Linked DNA regions of Ovis aries: region 1 is linked to region 2. Evidence: chromatin contacts called from public Hi-C data. All regions are on one chromosome and are shown on one strand. The core of a region is the stretch at or near the end of the contact, and the rest is flanking DNA. Distances in the headings are between cores, read along the strand shown.

What was found. A called contact is a pair of places that touch in the nucleus more often than the background predicts.
Region 1: a Hi-C map of mixed tissues shows a contact between it and region 2, with 3 times the contacts expected there. The contact joins the enhancer-like site here to the promoter of CAMK2G in region 2. A contact is called at or near these places in 8 of 16 Hi-C or Micro-C datasets (blood, hypothalamus, liver and 4 more).

Annotation. Positions count from the first base shown.
Region 1 is chr25:29,198,815-29,202,196 of ARS-UI_Ramb_v3.0, forward strand. VCL (vinculin) reads left to right here. Exons shown (of 21, transcript XM_027962290.2): 19 at 3,106-3,309. Among named protein-coding and RNA genes, the nearest start is that of ADK, 28 kb to the right of the region's middle. Within about 2 kb of position 2,002, at least 8 of the 54 cell types and tissues checked have an H3K27ac peak or open chromatin away from gene starts, as enhancers often do.
Region 2 is chr25:28,976,976-28,980,179 of ARS-UI_Ramb_v3.0, forward strand. It overlaps CAMK2G (calcium/calmodulin dependent protein kinase II gamma), which reads right to left and starts at 1,317. Exons shown (of 21, transcript XR_009598544.1): 1 at 1,160-1,317.

The sequences.
Region 1 (3,382 bases), core at 752-3,251, 220 kb after region 2:
ATGGGCATCAACTTAGAGCTCCTCTGAACTCAGCCTTGGTCAGTTGACAAGTCCATGCGTTAATTATCTGTGAACTGTGTAAACTGAGTTTGGGCTGAGAGCAATTGGAGAGATTTAGGTTGTACCCAAAGAATAGCTTGCTGGGGCAGCATTAGTGATAGATGCAAAGTGAGGTTGTAAAGCGCTGTCTCTGAGGACCTCAGACAGGGATGAGTGCTCTGAAGTATGTTTCCCCTAAGGATGTTGGGTGAGGTGTCTTCCCGAGGCTCCCTCTAGCTGAGTGACTGGTGGGTATTTGATAAGCCCTCTTCACTCAGAGTTGTGTTTTCCTTTCTTCTTTCCTGAGTTGATATCTGTTGCTTCCAGTTTATCATTTTAGATTCTAGGACTCTTAACCTCAGCAAGAAAAAAAAAATTTGTTCTGGCAGAGCTGACCCAAGATACCTCCTGTGTCCAGGAAACTGCAGGACAGTGTCCATATGAGCCAGCAGGGTTTTCACTTTGTTCTCTTCAAAGCAGCTTGTGTGGCCGCATTTACTTTTCCCCTCTGAATTCCTTTTAAAGTTAATAGGCTACTGTTGATTGTTTGGCTTCTAAAAAATGTTCTGACCCGAGAATTACTCTTTGGTAGTAAGTGTATTAAAAAGGAACGCCACTTTCTTTCTTTGTATAAATATGTCTCTGGAAACCTTTGCTACTGGAGTAAGCAAGCCTCTTTCCCTTGCTATGAGCAGATTGGTGCTGGAGGCTGAGAATTCCCTTTCTGCGGAGCTTGGCTCATCTGACTCCTGGAGGGAATCCGTTTTCTTTCCCATCCTAGGCCAGCTTGGGTTACTAAACCAGCTGAAGCTCAGTTTCCCAAGCCCTACTGCTCTTACTAACACTGTCCCTGTTTCTCATCCTTCCTGCCATCGACCAAGCCGGGTAACCCAGCCGCTAAGGTGGGTATAAGTGTTGTAGCTGAGGCAGAGGCGGCTGATGCTGTTGGGTTCCCTGTCCCCCCTGACATGGAAGACGATTACGAACCTGAGCTGCTGTTAATGCCATCCAATCAGCCGGTCAACCAGCCCATTCTGGCCGCGGCTCAGTCATTGCATCGGGAAGCTACCAAGTGGTCTAGTAAGGTACTGATGAGCGCCCCCCAGTGGGGCTGCTCCCTATGCATCCGGCCATGTGCAGCCTTGACACACTGCATCACTCATGATCTGTGCGGGTCCTGTGAGTCTGGGCCGGGCGGGCATCTGTCTGTTTGCACCTTGTTGTTAGGACTGGCTTCACAAGTTTCATAGGTCTGCTCATGCCAGATTAATTGGATTGCATTCATGTTTGGGGGTTAGAGAAAGATGGGGTCACTGTTTGAAAGGATTCCTTTTCTTACTGACCTTGTGGCCGACATTGGAACCTTAAACCCATTGGGAAGCTGTGGATGCGTCTCTCAATGACTTTCAGGTCAGGAACCACTGTAGACCATTAAGAGGTCATCTGGCCTGATCATTGGGCTTTGCCTGCCCCCCACCCCCAGCTCCTCTCCGCTGACCTCTCACTGATGGCTCTGGCAGAGTTGATCAGGGGGAGAAGCAGCTTTACATGGCAGGGTTTCTGGGGAGGACTGCTTGCTGTCCTGCACTTGGCTGTGTGGCAGATGCTGGCCTTATTGGGTACCCACAGGGAAGGGAGCTTCACTGACTGCTTGATCAGGGGTTTCAGTGGGCCAGGGTGTGGGAGTGGGGAAGAGAGAGGGCTCAAGGCAGGACAGGAACCAACAGAGCTCTGGCCTTAGGGAGTAGAGGATGGGATCATTACATTTTCCCCCTTTGAAGGTGGCATGTTGCAAGAAGAAAGGTTTTGAGGAGTGATGCGTGATAAATAACTAACCCTGGCACAACACTATCCTCTAACCAAGGTCATGAAATCCTGGAATGATCCCAGGTCTGCAGTGGAAGAGGTGGGCCTAGCCAACCTTGTCTAACGTCCTCCTGTTCTCATGAGTTCTTCCCGTAACTGTGTTCTCTCTGGCCTCGATGACTACCTGGGAGGTTACACACCCTCCTGTGTAAATGAGCAGCCACTTCATGGTGCCTGTGGATGCCTCTCACAGAGCACCCTGCTGTGGCATGGTTTGCGTATGCCTCACTGCATTGTCTAGAAATTGGAAAGCATGAGGGGAAAAATGCATAGGGCCTGGCCTTTTAGGTAGTTTTGAACACTGCATTTATTATTTTTGCTTGCTATCAGCCAAAAGATGAGCCTTTTGAAGGCATAAAGTAAATTACTTGTACATTATGACCCATGAAGGTTATAATGAACCAAAATGCCAAATCTAAGATAAGCTGTGATTAGTTGCAGGGGTTCCAGTTACAGCTTGACACATGATTTTTATTTTCCCAAAGCCTCCCCTAGCATCCTCTTAGCTGAAAGTTTCTTTAATTGAAGCCACTTAGCTGAGGGGACCGAAGAATTGATTTTGGGTCTTTTTAAACGTGAAGAATGAAAATAACATGTTCCTTTAGGCTGACAGTACAAACAAGAGGCAGTAGAGAGAGGGAAGGAGCTGTCTCAGTAAGAAAAAAATTTTTTTCACCAAGGCTAATAATAGTTACTTGGTTTAAATTCTAGTTCAGCAGCGGCAATCCTTGGCTGCTATCTGTAACAAGGGTAAGGATGAAGAGGATGATTTCAGCATCTGGAAAGGCTCATCTGTATTTTTCCCTTCAGGCCAACTTTACTGCTTTCCCCCCACAGAAAGGAAAATGCCTGTTTAACCAATTCCTTGGGCCCACTCCCATTTTATTGACATGATTAACCTGGAGATGCTGAAGTGTTTGTTTAGTGCTATGCCTGGGGCTCACATGTTGCCCTTTCAGATTAATATCCAAGTCCTCCTTTTTTCGGTTCAGTGATCTCTCTCTCTCTCTCTCCTCTCACTGAATGCTAGGGTGAGTGCCCTGGCTCACTCCTCTCTTCTCTGCTGTCCATGTATTCTCTTCTCACCTCCCAGAGGGCTGCTAGAGCAGCAGGCTCCCTCCTCTCTTCTCTCTGCTTCTACTTCGCTCCCTAACTTGGCCAGAGTATGGGCTGAGCTCACTCTGTCTTGCTTCTCTCCAGGGCAATGACATCATTGCAGCAGCCAAGCGCATGGCTCTCTTGATGGCTGAGATGTCTCGACTGGTCAGAGGGGGCAGCGGCACCAAGCGGGCACTGATTCAGTGTGCCAAGGACATTGCCAAGGCCTCAGATGAGGTGACTCGGTTGGCCAAGGAGGTTGCCAAGCAGTGCACAGATAAGCGGATTAGAACCAACCTTTTACAGGTACTCAGGAAAAGTGTGTGTATGTGTGTGTGTGTGGTGAGGGGGGAAGAGGGGGAGTGGCAGGGCTGGGGAG
Region 2 (3,204 bases), core at 67-2,566:
TGGAGGACCACGCTACTCCCACGCCCACCCACATCTGTTCTGGGTAAAGCAACAGCCCTAACCTCAGGCTGTGCGTCAAGAGCTGGTGGGGGATGCTTAAAACACACACCTGCTGCATCTCACAGACGGCCCTGCAGTCCCAGCCAAGAAGACCGGAGAAAGGAAGACCCTGCCCTTTTCTCAGCAGGAATAGTTGGGGTAGGGGAAGGGAACATTAGAAAGAGGGTATGTCTTTCTAATACATGTCTCCCTCAACCACGGGGAGGAAAGTGAGACTCAAATCCCCCCAGCCGGCTTCATCCCACTGCGTCCTAGCTCAACTGATAGCAGGGAAAGAGAGGACCCAGTTGTGGGTCTCAGACATCAACAACTCCCCTTCCCCATGACACTTCCCTCTACACGCCCCCCAGCCCTCAATGGGAGCTCGCACTCTCCAGCTCTGGAAACATCCAGGGGGGCGGGCTGGGCGGGGGCTGCAGTGGCCAGGCTCGGCGCCGCGGGTGGGGGTGGGGGGCCAGGGCTGGTGCAGCGGCCGGCTCAGTGCGGAGGGGAGGGGGATGCTGCGGCTGCGGCGCGCGGCTCCCGGGACCACTGCAGGGATGGGGGGAGGGGACGGGGGTGCTGCAGCACTGCCCAGCAGCGGGGCTGGGATCCTGGAAGCGGCACTAGCCGGGGGCGGGGCCGGGTACCAAGCATCCCCCACAGCCGGGCACCGCAGCAGGGTTGGAGCTGCAGGGCCGGGGAGGGTCCTGAGTCTCAGGCGCGTGGGACGTGGGACCGGGTGCTGAGTGAGCTCTTGAACAGAGTGGGGAGGGGGCAGCAAACAGGCGGCGTTGGGATTAGGGGGGGCGCCAGAAGGGTGCGGAAGGGGCGGGGCTGGAGGGCGCCCAGGAGCGCTCCGGGGGCTGCAGTCCCCGCGGCAGCGCGGGGTGCAGCAGCCCGGGCAGCTGCTGCAGGGCGCGGAGGGGGCTGCGGGGCAGGGCGCTGGGGGCGAGGGGGGCCCCGGGAGGCGGCTGGCGGGAAAGGCTGGGGGTGGGGTGGGCCGAGGGGGCGCTGCAGCGGCCGGTGCAGGGCCGGGGGGCGGGGCGAGGAGCCGCATAGCGCCCGGGCGGCAGGGGCAGGGTGTGGGGGGCCCCGGCTGGCGGCGGACGAGCCGTACTTGCCGAGCTCCTCGAAGAGCTGATAGTCGTCGGTGAAGCGGGTGCAGGTGGCGGTGGTGGCCATGCTGGCGGGCGGGCGGACGCGGCGGTGCAGCCCGCGCCGACGTCGGTGCACAGTCACCGCCGCCCGGCCGAGGGAGCAAGAGGAGGAGACGGGGCTGAGCCCGGCAGCACCGCGAGACTTTACCGGGGAGAGCGAGGGAGGGAGGGACACCCCCGCGCCGCCCGCCCGCCCCGCCCCCAGCCCCGCCGGCCCCCCGCCCGGCCCCCGGACCGCCCCGGGGGAGGGGCCTTCCGCCACCGGCCCCGCCCCGCCCGGGGAGCCGCTGGGGCTGGGCGGAGGCACCCGGGAGCGAAAGCGGGGGTGCGGGTGGGGGTCTCAGACCCGGCCACCTGGAGGGGGCTAGAAGGTTCCTGACCTGTGGGCTTGTCCCAGGGCAGACCCTACAAGTGCTCAGGATGTGAGTGCAAGTATGCATGTGTTGGGAACGGGTAGGGGTCTGGACCACCGAGTTCTCTGGCGGAGCTCTACACTTGTGTCCTAAGCCCCGAGTCCGGCTCACACGACGAGAGAGGGCCAAGGTCAAAAACGCCCGTGTCACACTGAACACTTGGGAGACGCCCCCAATCTGTGCAGAGCCAGCTCTCAGCAGCCTTCCCTCGGGAAGCTGACAGTCTAGACTTGTGTAAGCGTCAGGGCCATTATTAGATAAAATCCTTCAGGCACGGTTTGTTCAGGGAGACCAGGCCAGGGCGAAGGATGCAGGTGGAACTCTGCCTTCCTTCCTGCACTCCAGCCTTAGAGATGAGAGAATGTTCTCTCTCTGGCCAGCAAAGAAAGGGATGAAGTGGGAACCACTTAGAAAAGGCTTAGTGCAGTGTGGGCTAGAAGAGCAAGTGGAAGCAAGAAGAAAATAACCCCATTTTCCTTCAGGCACCCTTTGTTTTTATTTATGGCTCATCACATTGTATAATGATGTGTTTACCAGTATGAGAGGCAGCACACAAGAGCATGACTGTCTTAAGTGTGAACTCGGGTTAGACTGCTTGACTTCGGTTTCTGGCAACTCACTGACCAGCTATGTGACACTGGGCAAGTCAATTAGTCTATCTGTGCTTCAGTTACCTTATCTGAAAACGGGGAAGAATAGTAACTAACTACCTCACAGAGTTTTGAGTATTAATGAACTAAAGCACATAAAGCATTCAGAATAGTACCTGGTACCTAAGTAGAACTGTGCTCGCTATTTAATATTTGGCTTCCCAGTAAATTGTGATAGGGCAGGGCTGCCTTTGTTCACCTCTCTACTCAGCCTCAGACCCTTAGTAAATATTTGTGGGATGAAGGGATTCCTTGGGATGCTGGCAGAGGGAGTTACCAGCTCTTTCTCTGTCTCCACTGTCAGAGGATGGTAGGAACAAGACACATAACTGTTTTGGAGGAAGAGAAACAGGCTGGGCAGGTTCCTGACCTGCCTGGGCAGCTGTACCCCCCAAGTCTAGAGGCCAGCCCCCACTGGGCAGGGCGGAGCTCAGCCAACTGCTGCTGTTCAGTCTTGATTACAGCAGGATGCCCACTGGGAGTCGGGCTTCCATTGTCAGCAGGCTGACTCGCCTGCCTGAAGAAGGCAGCTGAGAGGCTGAGAGGTGTCCCAGCCTCCCAGGCCTCCTCCCCCAGGGGGTGGGTGGAGCAAAGCTCTCCGGGAGGGCTCCTCTCCTCTCCTTACCCAACAGTCCTGGGAGCTGGTTTGAGAACCAGACCTGCCCAGTAGGGGTGATTAAGGGAATAGGATAGGAAAAGAATTAACAAATTGCCTGGGAGAAGGCAGAGGGCCGAAGGAAAGGGGTGAGGTGACTGAATATCATGCCCCACCCCTCCCCAGGGCAACAGGAAGTAAGGTGCTGGGGAGTAAGGCCACTTCCTATCTTGAAGCACAGGGGTAAGAGCCTGGTTCCAAGTGCCAGTGTGGGGCAGGGCAGTGAGATTGTACACACAGGGATGTGTAAATCATCCACCTTAAAGGCAGAAGTGCAGGCTAGCCTA